Regions from separate parts of the Hordeum vulgare genome. Here region 2 is linked to region 1. Evidence: chromatin contacts called from public Hi-C data. All regions are on one chromosome and are shown on one strand. The core of a region is the stretch at or near the end of the contact, and the rest is flanking DNA. Distances in the headings are between cores, read along the strand shown. Region 1 holds the start of LOC123401310 (two-component response regulator-like PRR1). Region 2 holds the start of LOC123402752 (E3 ubiquitin-protein ligase WAV3-like).

Region 1 (2,700 bases), core at 131-2,630:
CGGGCGCAGTTAAGGCTCCTGAGTCGCGATGCTCAGGAGTCCCCCTTGATGTATGAGTGACTCCAGCGTTCTCCCTGAGAGATTTGAAGTGGCTTGTCGAGCGCACTAGGCTCTACGTCGACAGGGCCCGCCCTGCGCGTACCTCCCCGCGATTGGACCGACAGGAAACCAAGGACGGCCCAAAAGGGGGAAGGGGCTACGGGCGCAGTTAGGCCCCTGAGTCGCGATGCTCAGGGGTCCCCCTTGACGTACGAGGGGCTCCGTACCTCCAGTTCTGTGTCCCCCGCACTTGGCGTGGGCGTAGTCGTAGGTGGACTGGGTTGATTTCCTGGCGTGCTGCTGGCCTGGTCATTGACGGACTGTGTTGATCTCTTGGCCAACTGTTGGCTTAGTCATTGGTGGACTGTGTTGATTGCATCCGTCTTCTCCCCAGCGCAGAGCGTAGGGCTGTCACTAGGCGTGGGGTGGACCCCTCCGCGTCCCGGGGGCCCCTGGGCGTATACAGCCTCGGCTCGTTATTACGTGAGAGTGTCACGATGTGGTGTATCTCGGAGGTCGCGAGGACGCGTTGGCCTCGCGATTGACCCTACCCCCGAGTCATTACTCGCCCGTCCTTCCTCTGCGGCATCCTTGACTCCTCAGGCCGAGCCTTGCCTCGGAATATCCACCGCTCCGGAGGGGTCCTGAGGAGGCCCCCTACAGGTATCGATGTTGCTCCTCTTCACGAGGCTTGGCCCCTCGCGAGGGCCTTGTCTTGGATGGTGTCGGGCCGTTGGTTTGCTTGATGAAGCGGGCCACCTCTGGGCCACAGCGACGCATCGTGGGCATACGATACGGACCATGCGGATGCAGCGCGTGCGTGCCCATAACGTTCGTAGTACTCCAGCATGTATCCTACGAGCCCGAGGCAGGCGAAGCATGTCGGCACGCGACCACTACGACTACGAGGCCGTATGATCCGAAACGGAGGGACGGGAGGCCGCCTCACGTGGTCGGGGCGAGCAGGTATGGGCGCTCCGGGAGGAGATGTGCGCGACGGCGGGTCACATTTTCAGCTCCCATTTTCGCTGGCTCAGCACGCATACGGCCCCTAATCCATCCGATTAAGATATTTATCGGTTGGTTAGTCCACGCACTCCACTAGGAGGACCAAGCGGCTCGCTCTCACCGGAGGCTCGAGCCACAGCCGCCGTCGCTCTCAGGGCGGCCGCTCGTGTCTCCACGACGCGACACGCGGCCCACCGCGGGCGGCCGAGATCGCGCGCGCTGCACGGCTCCCGGCTCAGCCCCGAGCCGTGACCAGCCGAGCGGCTAGGTTAGGTTGGCCTTCCCCCCTGCGGAGCCGGGCGGGCCCCACCCATAGTGGAAAGCGAGGAAAAAAGGCGACGGAAATATCTCAAGGAGTGGACGTCCCACCGTCGCAGACCAGCCACCGCCCCCGAATAGTTTACCATACCACCAGACAATGGAGCGGGCCGGACTGCGACGGGCGGAGGCAGCCGCCGCCGGGCGCGGCCGCCGTTCCTAGCACAGGTTCACTGCCGACCGGCCGCAACCCATCGTCCTCCTCCGGCCGCGGGAGCTCGCCGGGAGCCGGGTTGATTGGGGGGGTGCCAGTGGCCGCATACATGGAGGAGGAGGCGTCCGCAGATCCAACAGCCGCCGCCTCGTCCTCCTGCGTCTACTTCTCCGGCTGCGGGCTCTGCTGATTCGGACGCGCCCGTGGGGAGTCTCTGGTGATTGCGCGCGCACAGGTGACTTGCTGGGCTTGGGTATGGTGGGCGCCGGCGAGGGGGGCCGCGCTGGCGGCAGCGGCGCCGGGGTGGGGGCAGGGGCAGGGCAGCCGTTCGTTGACCGGAGCAAGGTGAGGATCCTCCTCTGTGACAGCGACCCCGACAGCTCACAGGATGTGCTTCGCCTCCTCTGTAACTGCTCCTACCAAGGTCAGTTCACCTGAGGCTTGTTAACCATGTGTTTCATGCTTGCTTGTTAATCATGACGAGTATTATTATTACCGATGCAACTAGTATCACCATGTTCTCTGAATCTCTTCTATTGACGTATCTGGTGCTCGGTGGTGGTGGTATTGCTACCTTCTTTTTCAGTGACCTGCGCCAAGTCTCCACGGCAGGTGATCAACGTGCTCAACTGCGAGGGCGCTGAGATAGACATCATCCTCGCCGAGGTCGACCTGCCAGTCTCCAAGTGCTTCAAGATGCTCAAGTACATTGGCAGGAACAAGGAGCTGCGTCACATCCCCATCATCAGTAAGCTGTCTTCCAGTTCCCATAATTCTGTCCAATTCCTGTGCCATGCTTGTATTGATGATATTCGTACGGATGCAATTACGCAGTGATGTCCAATAGAGACGAGGTTTCTGTTGTTGTCAAGTGCTTGCGGCTCGGGGCAGCCGAGTACCTGGTCAAGCCGCTTCGCATGAATGAGCTCTTGAATCTGTGGACCCATGTGTGGCGAAGGAGACGGATGGTAAATGGCAATTTGTTTTTTCACCTTCGCTGGTAGTGTTAAATAAAAGAATGCTCTAAGCTGGTATGCATGTGGTCGTTGCTCTACTGTTTATGAATTGTTCTTGAACTGAATATTGCTGTTGGCAGCTTGGTTTGGCCGAGAAAAACTTCTTCATTGACAATCTTGAGTTGGTGCTATCCGAACCTAGTGATGCCAATACCAATAGCACCA
Region 2 (2,700 bases), core at 50-2,549, 460 kb after region 1:
TACGTTAAGCTACGTTTATCCCACAGAAAAAAGAGCAAGTGGAATTGACCGTAAGTCGATACCAAAAAAATTGCAACTATGTTAGAAATCTACCTATATGTAGTGAAGAAGAGAGCGACAGGATATGAAAAATTATGGTGGTGTAGAATATGGCACAAACAGACTAGCATTATTTTGTCAATGGGCATGTGCAAACAAAATTGGGATATTCCCTTGGAGCAATGTTAAAAAGAAATAGATTGACAAAATCATCAAATATGCAAATGAAACTTTTTTGTGAGAATCTGCCGACTCGTCTTCCTCCGGGGACAGAAAAAGAAAACAATAAAAGCAAAATGAAATGGCAAATCTAATTACTAGTACAGGTGGAGTTCTGAGACAAAACATGATGCTCCCAATTAAAAAAGTCAGATGCATACAAAACTGTTGCTAGACGCAAATCAAGATAGACCAAAACGGAACTGCCATCACTCCAACCAAAAATTGCCGGCAAGAAGAACGACATCTGGACCTAAATCTTCCACTGGTGAAACCACATTGCTCCAACCAACACCTGGACTCAACCACTTGTAGGGGAAGCCTGTGGTGACCGCGGCATTTCACATCTAGCGTAGTACTGTAGTATGTCCGAGTAGCCCGCACGCAAACCAAGGACAAATCTTAACGCAATGGCCGGGCAGAAGGAGGGATGTGGGAGAAAGGGCTCACCTTGGAGGACTTGGCTCCCGACTTGGACCTGCGGAGCAGCGCACCGGCTGCCTCCGCCTGCGCCGGCGTATTGGGCGCGGACGCGTGCGCCGCCGCCGCCGCCAGCGCCGCCGAGTCCTGGGAGAAGGCGTCGGACGCGCGGCGCTCGCTGGCGCAGTCCTCCCGGTCGCCGGCGACGGCGGGGAGGTGCGCGCAGAGGCCAATGCCCATCGCCCTCTTGGCCTTCCTCCACATCCCCTCCATGAGCGCCGACACCCGGCAGATTCGCCCCCTGGGACCTCACACAAAACGCTTGTGTACTACGTAGTATACGTGACACCCGCCTCTTCTTCCCTCTGACTGGTAGGGGTACTAGGAGGAGAGGAAGGGGCGGTGGTTTTGAAGGAGGGAGGGAGCCGCCATTGGAGAGCGAGGGGAGGGGAGCGGTGGTGTGCGTGCTGCCTGCTTTTGGTTTGACCTCTGCGGCGAGAGAGACAGGGCGACAGAGAGACAGCCAGGCAGGCTGGCAAGCGGCGCACAGGAGGATGGTGGAGAGGGGGCGGCGTTTTGACTATGGTGGGAGAAACGAGAAATTGGTGCTGCCAAGGCTTTGGCTGGTTCGGTCGCCGGTTGGTGGGCGCCATAAATCGCAGTGAAGCTTGTGGCTGTGGGCGGGCGGGATACGTACCTTCATGGATGGATGAAATGTCAAATCTCACTACTAGTAGTACCTTCATGGTGTATGCACACACGTCAGACCAGTTGTCTCGTACCTATTAAGGCCCTCTTTATTTCACAAGTTCCGGAACTTTTTTTTTTAGTTTCAACTGGCAAAAATTCCGTGCGTTGCAACGGAAGAGAAAATAACACATGCTTTGAACATAATATATTTTCGCATGGCGTCACATTTGTGTTGTCGACGATGACCTTAGTGCTCACACAACGAAAACGCGTTTGAATGTACAATCACTCGAAATAAGATGAGAAATATGTTGTTTCTCCCCATGAGATTTTCCAAAGGTGTGCATGTGTGGTTAACGATGTTTCTTTCCTCTCAATTTGATTTTAATTTAATGGATATTTATTGCAATTCGTATGGTCGTCGTAAAGAGAGAAAAAAAAGAGTGTGCACTACAGATTAAGTTTGCACCAAAAATAATATTTAATAAGTATTCAACAGCTAAAAATAACATTCTGTTTAGATTCTATACATTTTTTCAATCAAATTTCATATATAACATGTTAAAATCGGAGTTACGGTTTAAAAGATATGGATAATTTTGTTTTAGATAAAATATTGATTGATTAACTAAAAAGTCAGGGTTTTTTTGTTAAAACAAAAAAACGTTTCGGCTGACTTAAATAGGGACGGCGGGTTGATTACCTGAAACATCAGGGAGTTTTCTATAAAATGCAAAAAAACGGTTCGGCTCTAACTAAAAGATGGACCGCGGGTTGATTATCTAAAACTGTGAGGATTTTTTTGCAAAACGACAGAAAACGGTTCGTTCTGACTTAAAGTTGGACTGTGGGTTAATTAACTGAAACTGCGAGGGCTTTTCTGCAAAATGACCGACGACGGACGACAGAAGCGATGCGTGCTTTATTATTAGGGGAGACTTAAAAGTCCCTAGTCCCTACCCGTTTGTTTCCAGAGACTAAGAGGGTGCTTGGATACGTTTTAGTCCCATGACTAAAAGTAATGAGACTAAAACTTGCTAGCCTCACCGATGCTTGGATTCAAGTACTAAAGAGACTAAAATCAGTTAATGAGTATTTATTATCCTCCAAACCCTCCAATCCAGAACTTGCATGAGGAGTTAAATGAAGAGAGAGAGGACTAATGCACATTTTAGTAGGGGTACCCCTGACTAAAAGATTTTAGCCTCAAGACTAGTTTTAGCCTCTCTTTAGTCAAGGGTGCTTGGAACTTTAGCCTCTTAAAGAGACTAGTTTTAGTCTCTTGGATCCAAGCACCCTCTAAATAGGGACTAGAGGTCATTAAATGACATG

Evidence for each region. Hi-C and Micro-C count contacts between places; a contact is called where the count stands out from the background.
Region 2: a Hi-C map of leaf shows a contact between it and region 1, with 3 times the contacts expected there. The contact joins the promoter of LOC123402752 here to the promoter of LOC123401310 in region 1. A contact is called at or near these places in 2 of 6 Hi-C or Micro-C datasets (leaf and seedling).

The regions. Positions count from the first base shown.
Region 1 is chr6H:368,099,448-368,102,147 of MorexV3_pseudomolecules_assembly, forward strand. It overlaps LOC123401310 (two-component response regulator-like PRR1), which reads left to right and starts at 1,381. Exons shown (of 6, transcript XM_045095084.1): 1 at 1,381-1,943; 2 at 2,106-2,267; 3 at 2,354-2,487; 4 at 2,616-2,700. The coding sequence starts at 1,775.
Region 2 is chr6H:368,562,542-368,565,241 of MorexV3_pseudomolecules_assembly, forward strand. LOC123402752 (E3 ubiquitin-protein ligase WAV3-like) reads right to left here and starts at 1,300. Exons shown (of 2, transcript XM_045096705.1): 1 at 709-1,300. The coding sequence starts at 951.